2 separate regions of the Sus scrofa genome follow, and region 2 is linked to region 1. A link is a contact called in public Hi-C data. All regions are on one chromosome and are shown on one strand. The core of a region is the stretch at or near the end of the contact, and the rest is flanking DNA. Distances in the headings are between cores, read along the strand shown.

What was found. A called contact is a pair of places that touch in the nucleus more often than the background predicts.
Region 2: a Hi-C map of omental adipose tissue shows a contact between it and region 1, with 4 times the contacts expected there. The contact joins the promoter of DNAAF2 here to the promoter of ZCCHC2 in region 1. A contact is called at or near these places in 3 of 47 Hi-C or Micro-C datasets (mesenteric adipose tissue, omental adipose tissue and retroperitoneal adipose tissue).

The regions. Positions count from the first base shown.
Region 1 is chr1:159,018,020-159,024,907 of Sscrofa11.1, forward strand. ZCCHC2 (zinc finger CCHC domain-containing protein 2) reads right to left here and starts at 4,124. Exons shown (of 14, transcript XM_021099630.1): 1 at 3,112-4,124. The coding sequence starts at 4,053.
Region 2 is chr1:179,487,895-179,494,782 of Sscrofa11.1, forward strand. It overlaps DNAAF2 (protein kintoun), which reads right to left and starts at 3,242. Exons shown (of 3, transcript XM_003121803.5): 1 at 1,277-3,242. The coding sequence starts at 3,112. It overlaps LOC110262104 (a long non-coding RNA gene), which reads left to right and starts at 2,064. Exons shown (of 2, transcript XR_002346676.1): 1 at 2,064-2,302; 2 at 2,564-4,865.

The sequences.
Region 1 (6,888 bases), core at 2,874-5,373:
CAAGAAAACTCTAGAAGTGTTACTTTTAAAAATAAAAATATATTTGTTGAATTTGCTCCCCTTTCTAAATTGCCTAGTTGGTATATTCTAGTGGTTAAGTTTGTGGCCTTGTCACCTCAACTATAAACATAACTACAGTATGTCACTAAACAATTGCTGGTCCTGGTAGCTTATAAGCATATAATTAGTATAAAGTTCACATTAAAATACAAGTTCTACCATAAACGTCATTCATTTTTAAAAATCTTTGTTTAAAGAGAAGCTGCTGCATATTACGTGTTGGATACAAGTCTTGGATGAGCTAGGAACACTATTTTGGACTAGTATACTCTTACTCTAGTAGAAAATTAAAAGAAAATTAGTTCTGCACCACCCGTTTAATATGAATGATCTTAAGACAGTTAACAGTTATTTCTAAACCAATTACGAATACTGCTAAATTACATGTATGTTACATCTATGTGTCTAAAAAGGTTACTTCTGGGGCAATAAAACGCTGCTACAAAAATTTCCCTTTCCCATTCCCAGAGCACATCACCCGCATAGTTCTCTGATCCGCCGTGTGCCCCTCACCTCGCCCAACGGGGGCCAAAGCCACCCCCCAAGGCAGCACGGTCAGTCCCGGCTGCCCCCTCGGGGGCGTGGCCAGCGCCAGTCACGTGGGAGGCGTGCAGTCGCCATCTTGCAGGGCGGGGGAGGGGAGGAGCCCTGCAAGACTGGCCCCGGATCGCTGTCTGTGGGTCCACCGCCGCTCGTGATCGCGGGGCCCCCCAGCGCACCGCAGTGCTTCCACGCAAGCCTGGGCGCCTTCCCGCACAATCCTATATGGGCCCACTCTCCAACTGTGAGCAGGCGGCAGAGGGCTGCGAAACAGCTGGATTGGACTGCAGTGAACCAGGGCTGAAATCAATCCACCCGCTTCAGTCGCTTCTAGAGTGACAGCCTGGGATCTGTAAGACCTGCCCAAATTTCTTTAAGGCCAGAACAAGCCACAGCTGAAGGCCTCGGAGTCCACGCTACCAAGCAGAAAGTGTGTAGAGTAGTATCCAATTTAATGAGACGTAACTGATTTATTAAGGTAACCCTAAACAACTACTGTAGAAAAAAAGTTCATCACGCCACCAGCCTCTGGAAACAGCCTTCAGCCTCACCTGTAGTACGTGGATCCTCTATAAATTATTCCCAAACAACTGATGGCCACAGCACAAGGCACTGCCTGAGAAGTAATGGTGTGCTGAAATAATTGGCAGGATGCCCGGCCTCACAAAAGTCCACTCTTCCCAGCACTCACTGATTGCCAGAAAAGGCCACACGTTGGAGTCAAGATAAAATTTTCATTATTGTGGTTTGCGTGCATCTCTTCCCTTCGTCTAGTCACTTTCCAACACTCGCATTTTAAGCAAAATTTAATGGGGGAAAAAGACTCCTAGTAGTTACAATCAAAAATAGATTACCCTTTTTGGAATGATATGAATGGAATAATATAAAACTGCTCCACTGTGGGACATTTTCATTACATCCACACTCTAAGGATATCCTTATTATACTATTACAAGAAAAAAATTTTATTAAAGATATATAAGTACTGCTCCTGAGTTCAGGCTTTCTTCTCTAAATTTAATGATGGAGCACATAGGACTTTTTGAAATTATTTTAATAAGTAGGCTGGAGAGTGGAAAGGGCTTTTACCATCAATATACACAGTTGCATGCTAGTAGTAAATAGACACTGGCAGACAACATTTCAAGCTAAGAAAATTCTGGATACTAGCGTTACTACCTCCTGAGTGTGATAAAGTATGTCCTAAAATGTGAGTTAGTCACTTCACAGAAGCCTCCTTTTGAAATAGAGGGGCTCAGCCTAGATTATAGCTAAATCCTTCAGGGCCCCAAATTCCTTTGATTCTAGGGGTACTGAGTCCACACAGACATTACAGAAATACAATGCTCGGTTTTAGTTTCAAGGTATTGACTGAAAGCAGCTATATAAGATATGTAAGCTAAATTAACTTACAAGTAAGGAGTGAAAAAAAAAATCCCCTTCCCAATATATCATCCTGGAGATCACCTAATTGGAAAAACATGGCAAGCAAATCAGTTGTTTTCTAGAATAGCTGTGAACCATGAAAGTAAGCTCTTATTGTACAGTTTTTATCTGAAAGCTAACTAGTCCATTAAATTGTCAAGCTCAAGAACTTTATATTGGGCCTAGATTATTATTAAATTGCTTTCGTGGCCATTTAAATTTTTTTCTTTAATGTTTGCGACAAGTAACTCATCTTAATTCTCATCTACTACATTTTGGTGTTTAATAACTTTTTAAAAAACATTTATGCCTACAGTTAAAAAGGTTCAACAAACATCTCTGGACCCAAATCTGTTGGCAGGACTCACGCTCATTAGAAAGCAGGATACGCCAGAGGCAAAGAACACTACCAACCCACTCTAGGAGGTTACTTTACCCAGACAAACCACGCTACTACATTTCTACTTTGAGTCATTTCGCCGCTTTAAGGGAACATCAAGTTTTCCGAGCAGGAGCCACAAGATCCTACGACCCCTTTTAAATCAGGTACACACTGAGCTAAAAGGCCCATTTGTGTCAATAATAGGGCAACTCGCCGGGAGAGCACCTTTAGGACACCTCACCGAGGGGTAAGGCAAAGCTTTAAAACGTGTGACCTGAGCGCCAGGCGGCAAGAAAGGGAAGGCTCAGCCCGAGGCGAGACTGCGGCCGACACACGGGCTCCACTAGCGCTTCGCCTTTCCCAGCACCTAGAGATGCTCAAAGTCAAAAAGTCCCAAGACTCTTCATCTGAGAGCGGGATCGGGCTGAGTGCTCTATGTTTTCCGTGGTAACTCCGGCACGGAAGAGACTTCTAGAGCATTCTGTTATGGCGGGTGCCTCTGTGTGCAGCGGGGGTGGGGGGAGCAGTGGAAATGAGCGGTCCAGACTAACGAAGGCTAGTACAACTGGGCGGGGAGCCGTGGCAAGGGGATTCCGAGCCACCTGCGTGGGGTGAGGCTCGGCCACCGGGAGTCCGAAAGCCGGGCAGGGCAGGTCGCCGAGGCGGTGACCACACTGCGGGCGCAGAGGGCTGGCACGCCTTACCTGGGCCCGGGGGCCGGCAAAGTTACACGACTCCGCCTCCACTCCCCCGTCCTCGGGGCCCCCGCGGAGCGCGGCGCGGAGCCTCTCCAGGTGCTCCCTCAGGGTGACCCGCTGGTGGAAGGAGAACGCCGGGTGCAGGGAGGCCATGGTGAAGAGCAGCAGCAGTTCCTCCTGGGCCCTGAAGCCCAGCCCGCTGCCGCGCCGGGGCTCGGCGCCGCTGCCTTCCGGGCCGGAGCCGTCCTTCTCCGCGTCCTCCTCGCCGTTGCAGTCCTCGCCGGGCTTGTCCTCCGCGCCACCTCGCGAGCCCTCGCCCCGGGCCGCGCGCAGGCTTTTGAGCACAGAGTCCACCTGGGGCAGGAGACGGTGCAGGCGGCCGGCGGCCTCACGGTTCTCTGAGCCCAGCAGCGCCAAGTAGACGATGAGGCGCGAGCGCACGGCCGGCTCTCGGAAGTCGGCCAGCGGCCCGGGGTCCGAGAGGCCGTTGGCCTTGGCCTCCGAGTCGCGCAGGTAGTGGTAGTCCTTGCGCGCCAGGTCCTCCAAGCACGAGCCGAGAAAGCGCAGTTCCAACGGGTTACACAGGTCCAGTAGTCCGCACATGAACTCCAGGCGCTGCGCGGAGCCCAGCACCAGCCCGAACCACTCGTACACCCGCTCCTGCTCCCGCAGCGCCGCCGTGGGGCCGCCGCCGCCGCCCGGCATGCCCGCCCCCGCCGCCGCTCCCCCAGCAACAGGCGGCCCGAGCCCCCCAGGCGGCGGCGGCGGCTGGGGGCCCCGCAGCTGGCCCGAGGGCGGCGGCGGCGGCGGCGGCGGCGGGGGGCGGCAGTCTCGGCGGCGGCGCGGTGGCGCCTTCGCGGACAACCGCGCGTCCGCCTCGGGCTCCTCCGCCTCGGGTGGCGGCTCCGCGGGGTGCGTCGGCTTCAGCGGCAGCTTCATCCTCAGCATCCTCGGCTAAGGCGGCGCGGACATGCGAGCGGGGGCGGGAGGGAGGGGCCGGGAGGAGGGACGGGGGCCGAGGCGGCGGCGCGGCAGTCAGGAGCTGGGCCCCTCCATGCCGCCGGGGGAGGGCCGGGGCCGGGGCCGGGGGCGGGTCTCGGCCGGCAAGGGGGGCGGTGGCCGGCCGGCGAGGTCGCTGGCGTCGTCTTCCCGGGCCGGAGGCGGGGCGTGCCCGCCGCGGCTCCTCCCTCTGGGCTCCGCGCCGGCTCTAGGAGCCCGGGTGCGGGTGGGAGCAAGCGAGCGAGCGTGTCCTCCTTCCGCCTCCCTCTCTTCCGTCGTCCGCACTGGGCTGGGGCGGCGGCGCCTGAGCGGTTCCCTCGCGAGCCTGTGCGGACCAAGCCGCTGGAGAAGAGGAGGAGCAGCCCGGGCGGGGCGGAGACGCTTGCGGGCTCCTCTCAGTCACTTCAGCCAATCAACAGCCAGAACCGATGGTTGCGTAGTGTCCCCACCCCCTCGGGCACGCCTCTCTTCGATAAGCCACGCCCAACTGCCCTCCAGCCGCCTTCCCTTTCGGCGGTTTCCGCGCGGTCCTAATGTGTGGTGGCTGACCGCGGGCTGGGGTGGGGAAGGACGCGGTAGGACTGTAGGAGATGGCTAGGTGTGCTAGAGCGCGGCAAGGCGCTGCTGAGACCCGCGTGTGCGGAGGGAAGTGGGGAACTGCCCCTTTTCCAAGGGCCTGAACACAGCTTTTGACTACTGACTGTCCTGTTCTGCCTTCCTCTTCGCGTGGGCCACCGCCCCACAGCGCCGCTGGGTTCCCTTCGCGGCCGCATGGTACGCGTCCCGGGAGCGAAGCTTCCCCTGGGGGGAGCGCGCTAACCTGAGCTCCTTCGGTGCACCGCCCTGCCGACTGTCTGGAAGTCAGCAATGGGATATTCCCACCACAACTTTACCGGGATCTCTGGGTTGACTCTCTGGGTTGAGGATCGGGGAGCTGGGTCGGGAGGCTGGCTTGTGGCTGTGGTTGAGGGGCCCGGACGCCTCGAAAGCAGGAGGGTGCCCAGGCGAAGTGCAGGCTGCACCATGCAATCTTCCGGGCGCAGAGGCGACCCAACCCGACCTGAGGGAGATCCACGGGCTCTGGGCCGAGGGGAGACGCAGTGGTAAGGACGCCCCTGGCTTAACGGTTGCTTCTGGTCTTTAACGCTCTTTGGAAATTTCCACGACAGTTGTTAGCAAAAGCCCCCCCAAAGCCACCATCTTTTGGAAATTATTTTATTTGCTACGTAACATTTCTATGCCTAACGCTAACATTTTGAATTTGGTGCCGGTGCGAAGCCCTGCTACAGCTATATCGTAGGAATATGTTAAAAAACAAAAAAAAAAATCTTTCTGAAAAATTTTGAACATCTGTTGGGAGACCATAAGCTGAGCCCTCTTCACCTCACAGTTTTCTGCCCTAAGAAGCTAATTTTATACTAAAAGGCTGAATTGAAGCCTAAAGTCTCAATTGAACCCTGCAATAAAACGGAGACAATTGTTTTCAATACACTTTAGATTAGTAAAATATATGAAAGCCATTCTATCTTGTAATTTGCTATTTTCTTGTGTTCTTTGGGTGTAATGTAGAAATATTACAATGAGGAGAAGACTTTCTAAGGACTTTTATTATTACAGTCCTTTTTATTATTACAAACCTCAATTGCCCTGGAATCATACCCTATCTCATCTATTCCCACATCTCTGAAGCGTAGGGTGAAATACTTTAGGCAATCAATAATAATATTAATCTTGCTAGATTTTCACAGGTTCATAGTGAGTTGTCTAGATCTGGATATCTTGTGTTCCTTTGAGGTGATTTTTATGTGTGGTTTAGGCAGTCTTTACGTTTTTCTTGACAACAAGAAGCCATTTGGAATTAACTCTCCACAATACTTGATCCATACATTTTTAGGTCAGAATTCATATTTGTAATGAGGGATGATTACTTTTGTCCTTCTATCTTTGGCCCATATTAGGAAATGCAGTGATCCGTGCTCCTGCACATACATGACACACACCATGACTTAATGATTCTGGTTATCATCCATCAGCTGGATAATTTGCTACTTATGCCCAAGTTTCAGAGACCTCTCTTCATACTGCGATTCATTAGACAAGGCCTTGGTGTGTTTTTCCACCCTATCATAAGTGAGAGAAAACACCTTCAGTAAGGGTGATGTACTGCAGCAGGGAGGGACCCAGATGGAAATCCCAGGATGAGGTGTAGGTGTGTTTCTTGGGAAAAACTAGCCAGATGATTCTAATAAGACATCCTAGGAAGGTATTCCTTCCACTGGGCCTACCTGTTGGGGACCCTGGCTCTAGATTCCCTCCTGTTTTATATATTCCCTGTATAATCATTCAAATGGGCCAAATAAAATTACTGTGGTAATGGTGGGTGTGTGTTGTATCCAGATCATTCAGAGGGATATAGTCTGTAAAAAAAAAAAAAATTTTAAGGACACAAAGTGCTATCATGTCTTGTCCCTAGATGATACTTTATGCATATTACATATACTTTGTTTATGTGACTCTTTAACAATGAAAGATGGTGGTGTTGACATTATTATCCAAAAGTTTATGTGTGCCCAGAAGACTAGTTCCAAGTTAAGGTTGTACTTTGGATTAAGACACCAGCCAGTGGTTGAAGATTGAGGAGACTTTGCAACCCTTTTGCAATTGAGTTGCTGCAAGATATTTCACTAAAACCACAATTGTGGATGGTTTGGGGCAGACTGACAATCAACTCCATATAAAGGATGCTTAGATACAGCTACTTCTACCTCAGATGACATCCTGCAT
Region 2 (6,888 bases), core at 1,992-4,491, about 20 Mb after region 1:
TCACAAAGTATCTTACCTAGTCCTGGCTATTTATTTTACCATTTTTGGAGGGTTTCAAATTAACCTCACAGAAGATACATCTCATAAAATAAATATTAAACTTATTAGCATATTTCTAGAAAAACACAGGAAGTGAAACTTCATGGCAGGCTAAAGCCCAGGGCCCAAAACTTAATTTTTAATATATAATCTGTGCAACTAGTGTTGGGAATTAGGGAATTTAACCCTTGAATAGGTTAAAAGAGCTAAAAAAGAAAAAAGAAAAAAGTAACATTGATCCAAGCCTCACTCAAAATCACCAATTAATTGTTCACTTATGAGTTTAAAAAGTCCTATAGAACTTAAAATTTTAAGCAGGTTTTTTTTTTCAATATTTATTTGCCAATAGTACTGGAGTACTGAATCTAAAATTCAAGATCTTCAGTAATCTAAAAAGTGTAGTAGCAAAAAATTGAATTATTCATCAAAATTATATCCTAGGTAAACTTGATAATGCACAGTCCCAATTTTCACCCAAAAGAGATGGAGCTGATGTTGGTTCCCAAAAATGTTTATATTACACTTTGTTAAATGCCAGCCATTGTGCCAAATACTAGTAGGGAAATAACGATGAAAACAGATGCAAAAAGAGGTCCTTTCAGTGTAAGGTTAAGTCCCACCACAGGACAACCCCATCGACACCAGTGACCAAAATTAAGCATCACCGTATGGCCAAGAGGGGAAGGGATTTAGATTCACCCCGGGTCTGAGTTCGTTTTCCTATAAAACAACTGTGTGGCACAGGCTGGGTTACTTTTGCTCTGCGGAAATGAACTGTTATTTATTTTTCATTGCTGGAAAAATCTATTTACCAACTAAAACTATGGCCACAATAGAATGACTCAGATTTGTGTTTCTGACTATAAAGTTACAGCCCTTCTCTCCGGAAGAAAGCACCCTCAACTTTTTGTATACAATTTTAGAGTTCTACGGATCCCTGAGAATCTATATATATCTTCATCTTTGAGGATCTGAAACCCATCCACAACCAAGACCGGATGTCTTAAGGTTTGCGGTGGGTTTTTTTGTTTGTTTTCCTTTTTTTTCAATATGCGGTTAACGCGTACTGACATCTTGATCAAGTGTATCAATTGATCAGGTGTATCAATTTTCAAGTCATCATTTGAAAGAAGTTACAACGGCAAATTCTCTGTTTAGGATGAAATGAAAGGATGCCTGTAAATTTAAAAGTGGGAGAGAATATTTCAAGTAGTAAGACTCTAGAAAGAACTGTTACCTCCAAAGAATCGTTGTTTAAACCATAATACCACTCTCTCCAAAGTCCACGGCACTCTGGAGATTTGGCCAGTTCTATCACTGCATTGTTTGAAGAAATGCTAGCCACTGGTTCTTTGGTACTCAATTTATTCTCTGGAGTAAATTGCAAAAAGAAGGTATAATATACTAAGTCTTGGGTGGAGAAGCACAATCTGTACCACAGGGGGGTCACTTCCCCTTGAAGACTCTGAGGCTGGATGCAAGGCACTTGAATGAGCAGAGTCAGAGATTCTTCATCCTGATTACATTGCAGAGGCGGACACAAGGGTTCCCCGCGGTCTGTCCCGGGACCAACCATGGATCGATCAACAGGCTCCCTGCCTGTGCCTCCTCCGGCCACGTGCTCTTTGACGCCAAGAGCTGGGCGCGCTCTCCCTCTCCCTGTAGGAGACCTCCCGTCAAGGTCCCCGGATGATTTCCAAGGAGCGCCTCCACCACCGTCCTCAGGTGAGTTCCCTGCTCTGGGAAGCGGCTCCTCCCCAATGCGAGCTGTTGATATTGCTTGCCCGCCGAAATCAAGCTCCTCTGGTTCTGAGACAAGCTTCCCCCCAACGGCCTCCGGGGCAGGGATATCGGCGCCCGCAGCTCCAGCTCGGCCGGGATCCGAGCCTCCGTCCCCTGCACGAATCCCCGCTGGGCCCGCCTCCCCTTGGCGAGCGGAAGCGCAGGCCGCGCCATCAGTTCCGGGCCGGTCGGCGGCCTCTTCCGGGGTCGCGGCGAGCTCCGGGAGCGAGACTGTCACCGCTACCGGAAGCGTGACTACCAGCTGCCGCCGGGCCTTGTTGAACTGCGCCTTGCCGCGGCTGTCGTCCACCCGGTATGGAAGCGAGAGCCGCAGCTGGTAGTCGGGTTTCCGTGAGTCGAGGCACAGCAGCTTTCCAGTCACTTCCAGCGCTGCCTGCTCAGCCGACCGCAACAGCGGCAGCTCAATGGTGACGACCAGCTCGTGGGGCACAGTGCTGGGGGCTGAGTCCCGAGAGCAGCGGTAATCCTGGAGGTCCACGTGGTGGCGCTGCACCACGCTGTAGCGAGGCTCTGTGGGGGCGGGCTGCTGGACCGCCTCGGGAGGGGAGGGCGCCTGGGGCCGGGGGATCGCGGCACTCCCAGCGGCCACAGGGCCCGGGTAAGGGTAGGGGAAATCAGGGAGCGGGCTCTCCGGTTCCCCCTCGGGCCGGGCCGGGACGCCCCCGGGTAGGGGCGTGCGCAGCACGGCAGCCTCCGGGGTCCCCTTGTACTTGATTTTCAGGGTCTTGGCATTCCTGCGGTCCAGCTTCACGCCGAACTGCTTCTCCACGGCCTCCAAAGCCGTGGCGTCCAGCATCTGGCGGAAGCGCTCGTGGCGCCGGGCCAGCGCGAGTGCGTCTGGGTGGAAGACCACGTCGTAGACTGTGTAGCGGATGCCGCGCCCCCCCGCGTACTCGCGGCCGGGCGCCAGACTGTAGGGCAGGGACCACTGGCTGCCGGACGCCGCGCTCCCAGAGCTGGGCCGGCTGCTGGGCGCGCCCACCAGGGCATTGCTGCATACATTCACGAAACAGCGCCGGGCCCCATCCAGGCTGGTGCGCAGCACGTGGCCCGGCTCCGGGTGCACAAACCGCACCTCCACGCCGCGCTCACGCTCCAGCGCGGTAATCTCCTCCTCGTAGCGCCGCCGGTTCTCGGGGTCCGTGAGCTCCTCCGCATACTCAGAGAACATTCGCCGAAACTTGGGGTCCTGGAAAGCGGAGGTGAGCCGCTGGACTTCCTCTCCGCTCAGGTCCAAGTCCTCCAACGGCGAAGAGGCTGCCTTGGCCATGCTGCCCCTCCGCTCCTTCCCAGTGGTCAGGGGAGATCGATCCGAGACGGAGTGGGTGGGACGATCAGTGTTGTCGCTCTTCTGCGGAGAGAGAGGCCGCGGAGGCCAGTAAACCGCTAGACTGTTGAGCCTTGGGCAGCGCGTGCTCGTTGCTATAGCGACACCACCAATGCTGTGGGGGAGGGGCAGGAATAGAGTGATGGAAATGCCAGAAATAGCCTTAGTTTCTCCAAACAAACATTCCGCATTTTTTTAGATTCCTGTGCCATAGTGCAGTTACTGCTGCAGAATAACCATCCTAATAATTGTTATAATTTCCAGCATTATGTACGTTATCCACTGTTCACTGGATCCGCATTTCACAGATGGGACCTGAGAAGTTACCTGACCATAATCATAGAGTTGGTGCATTCACAAGCTGTGATTCTAACCTAAGTTTATCTGCTTTTCACTTCGCTAAACCAATATTTCAGTCTTCTAGCTATTTTACCAGTTTGTCCTGTTTACAACTCACTTAGGGCAAGAGATATGGGCAGGCTATTCATAAATAATCGATGCTCAGTAAAGATATGCCCTTACTGATAATAAAAATGCAAATATAATACCACATGTTACTGAAAATGGCAATGGCTTTTTTTTTTTTTTTTTAGCAATCACTATATTTCCTTGGGGTAGTAGGAGAATTGTATTAGTAAAACCTTTCTAGAGAGTAGTTTAGTAGCTATATGGAAAGCCTTTAGTATGTGCATACTCTTAACATATTTATTTTTTTTTCCATTTATACAAATGGGATCATTCCCTACATACACTTTTGCCCTTTGTTTTTTTGCACTTATAATAGTATATCCTGGAGATATTTCTTTGTAGTTATTGATTTCCTCCACTTGACTATCTTTGTCATGAGAAAGTTCAGACTTAAAGAGAAGAAGACCTGCAAGGCTTCTCTGAAAGAATGCAGATTTGTTTGTAGCTTATGGATTTAAAAGGCAAGCTGTTTATTGAGACTGCGTGCTTTGGTTCATGGCTTCTCAAGGTGGTGTGATTGTCCTGTTAAAAACAAAAGGGGAGTTTGCTTGATGATAAACTCAGGCTGTGTGTGGGCTAACTAGAAAATGGAGTATGCAATCAGCGGATTAACCTGCCATGTAGCAGAAGGCGGCTGTCTCCAGGTGGGCCATCCTCAGCCTGCCCTGCACCCTGAATCTTGATTGAGGCTGGAACTCTGCTATTGACTTGTGTCATTGTTGAAGCCTGTGAACCTCCCAGGACCCCTGTTTTTATGTCTATTAGATGAACGTGGCAATACCTGTCCTCTCAGTGGGTTTGCTGTGTGGACTGCCAGGTTTGCAGACCCAAATACCTTTAAGGCTTATGTAGGCAAGTACCTAAGTCAAGTGAGGCTGCTGTAAGTAATAGGAAGTAGGGGGGACTATAACTAAGAGGAAGTCAATCACACACATGCACACCCTCCCAGATTTAAACCTTTATAAACAAATAACATCCTGGCCAAACAAAGCATATCTGTGGGCTACTTGCAGCTCTCCATTAAGAGTATGCATCCTATAAATTTGAGTTATGATTTCTGAGGAAATGCCACTGCTGTGACTGTCTCACTCCTTTTGTGCTGTCCCACTTCAGCAGTCCCTTCCTACAAGAGTCAGGAGAAGTTAGGTTGGGTTGTAAGAATGATTCTATTATTTATTTATTTGGGGGGGGGACAAGAAATAGGTTTATTAAGATAGGATGCTTGTGACAGATGCAAGAAGGCAGGCAAAGAAACTCTGCTGCGAGAATGACTAAATTATCAGTGGCTTTAAACAGCAAGAGTTTATTTCTTGCTCCCGCTGAATGTCCCTTGTCCCTTGACCTCCACATCATCACACCTGCAGACAAATGGGGCTCACAATCCAGGGCCTCATACCCTCCCAAATGCTGACATTGCTGGGGCCCAGGAAAAAGAGAAAATTGTGCACAGGCTCTTTAAAACCTGCTGACATTTCACTGGCCAAAGCAAGTCACGTGGTTTGGGTACCTTCCAGTGCAGACCTATGCTGTCTGGAAAGAGGACTGGCAATACCTGTGCACAACCAACTGTGTGCATTCTTTCCTTCCATTTCTGTGGTTCAGTGGATATGATAGCACATCTGGCTAAGCTGTTTCTCTCCTGACCTTCACTGAGCCTCCAGGCTGTTTCACCTTTGTTGCCATGGCACTCAACACCTGAGCTCATGATGGCCAGAGCAGTGGTGGACCTGTCCCTTTTCCAGCTTGTGCTGGAACCAGGGTCCATAGTTTGGGGTCCCTTGTCTGTCAGTTTTTTTAAAAGACTTTTTTTTGTTTGGCTTTAGAGCAGTTTTGGGTTTGCAGTACAACTGAGAGGAAAGGTACAGAGCTTTCCCATATCCCCCCTGCCTCCACACATGCACAGACTCCCCTGTTAGCAACATCCCATTCTAGAGAAGTACATTTGTTACCAAGGATAAACCCATATTGATACATGCTATCATCCAAAGTCCACAGTAAACCTTAGGATCCACTCTTGGTATTATACAGTCTGTGGGTGTGGACAAATGTGGAATAACATCTGTCCATCACTGTAGTATCATAGAGTATTTTCACTGCACTAAAAATCCTTTGTGTTCCTTCAATTCATCGCCCCCACCACTCCCACCAGCAAACTCTGATCTTTCTATTATCTCCATAGTTTTGCCTTTTCCGGAAAGTCATATAGTTGGAATCATATAGTATGTACCTTCACATATTGGCTTCTTTCATTTGGTAATAGGCATTTGAGGTTCCTCCACATCTTGATAGTTTATTTCACTTTAGCACTGAATAATATTCCCTTGTCTGGATGTACCAAGTATATCTATCCATTCATCAATTGAGGAACATCTTGGTTACTTCCAATTTTTGGCAGTTGTAAGTAGAACTGTTATAAAACATCCATGTGCAGGTGTTTTGTTTTGTTTTGTTTTTGCTTTTTAGGGCTGCACTCATGGCATATAGAGGTACCCAGGCTAGGGGTCCAATCGGAGCTACAGCTGCCAGCCTATACCACAGCACAGCAACATCAGATCTGAGCCACGTCTGCAACCTACACCACAGCTCATGGCAACACCAGGTCCTTAACCCACTGAGTGAGGCCATGGATCGAACCTGCAACCTCATGGTTCCTAGGCAGATTCGTTTCCACTGTGCCACGACAGGAACTCCCATGTACAGGTTTTTGTGTGGAATAAGTTTTCAACTCTTTTGGGTAAATACCAAGGAATGTGATTGCTGGACTGTACGGTAAGGGTCTGTTTAGTTTTGTAAGACACTACCAAACTGTCTCAAAATGGCCATACCATTTTGCATCCCCAGCGGCAGTGAATGAGAATTCCTGTTGCTCTGCATCCTCATCACCATGTAGTGTTGTCAGTATTCTAGGTTTTTCTCCAACAGGTGTGAAGTGGTATCTCATTACTCTTTTTATTTTTTACTGAAATATTATATATATATATATATATATATATATTCCCTGTGCCTGTTTTTTCACGTGTAAATTAAATGTAATGGTGTACCTAATGGGTATTGAATTGTACTGTGAATACTAAGCACTTAGGACAGTGCCCAATACAGTAAACTTGTTCCCTGCATGCATTAAGAAATTAGAGCAGTGGTTCATAATCACTATTCCCCTCCCCACCGCCTCTTTTTTTGGCTGCAGCTAGCAGTGGCTTGATGTGGAATCTCAGTTCCCAGACAGAGATTAAACCTGGGCCACAGTCATT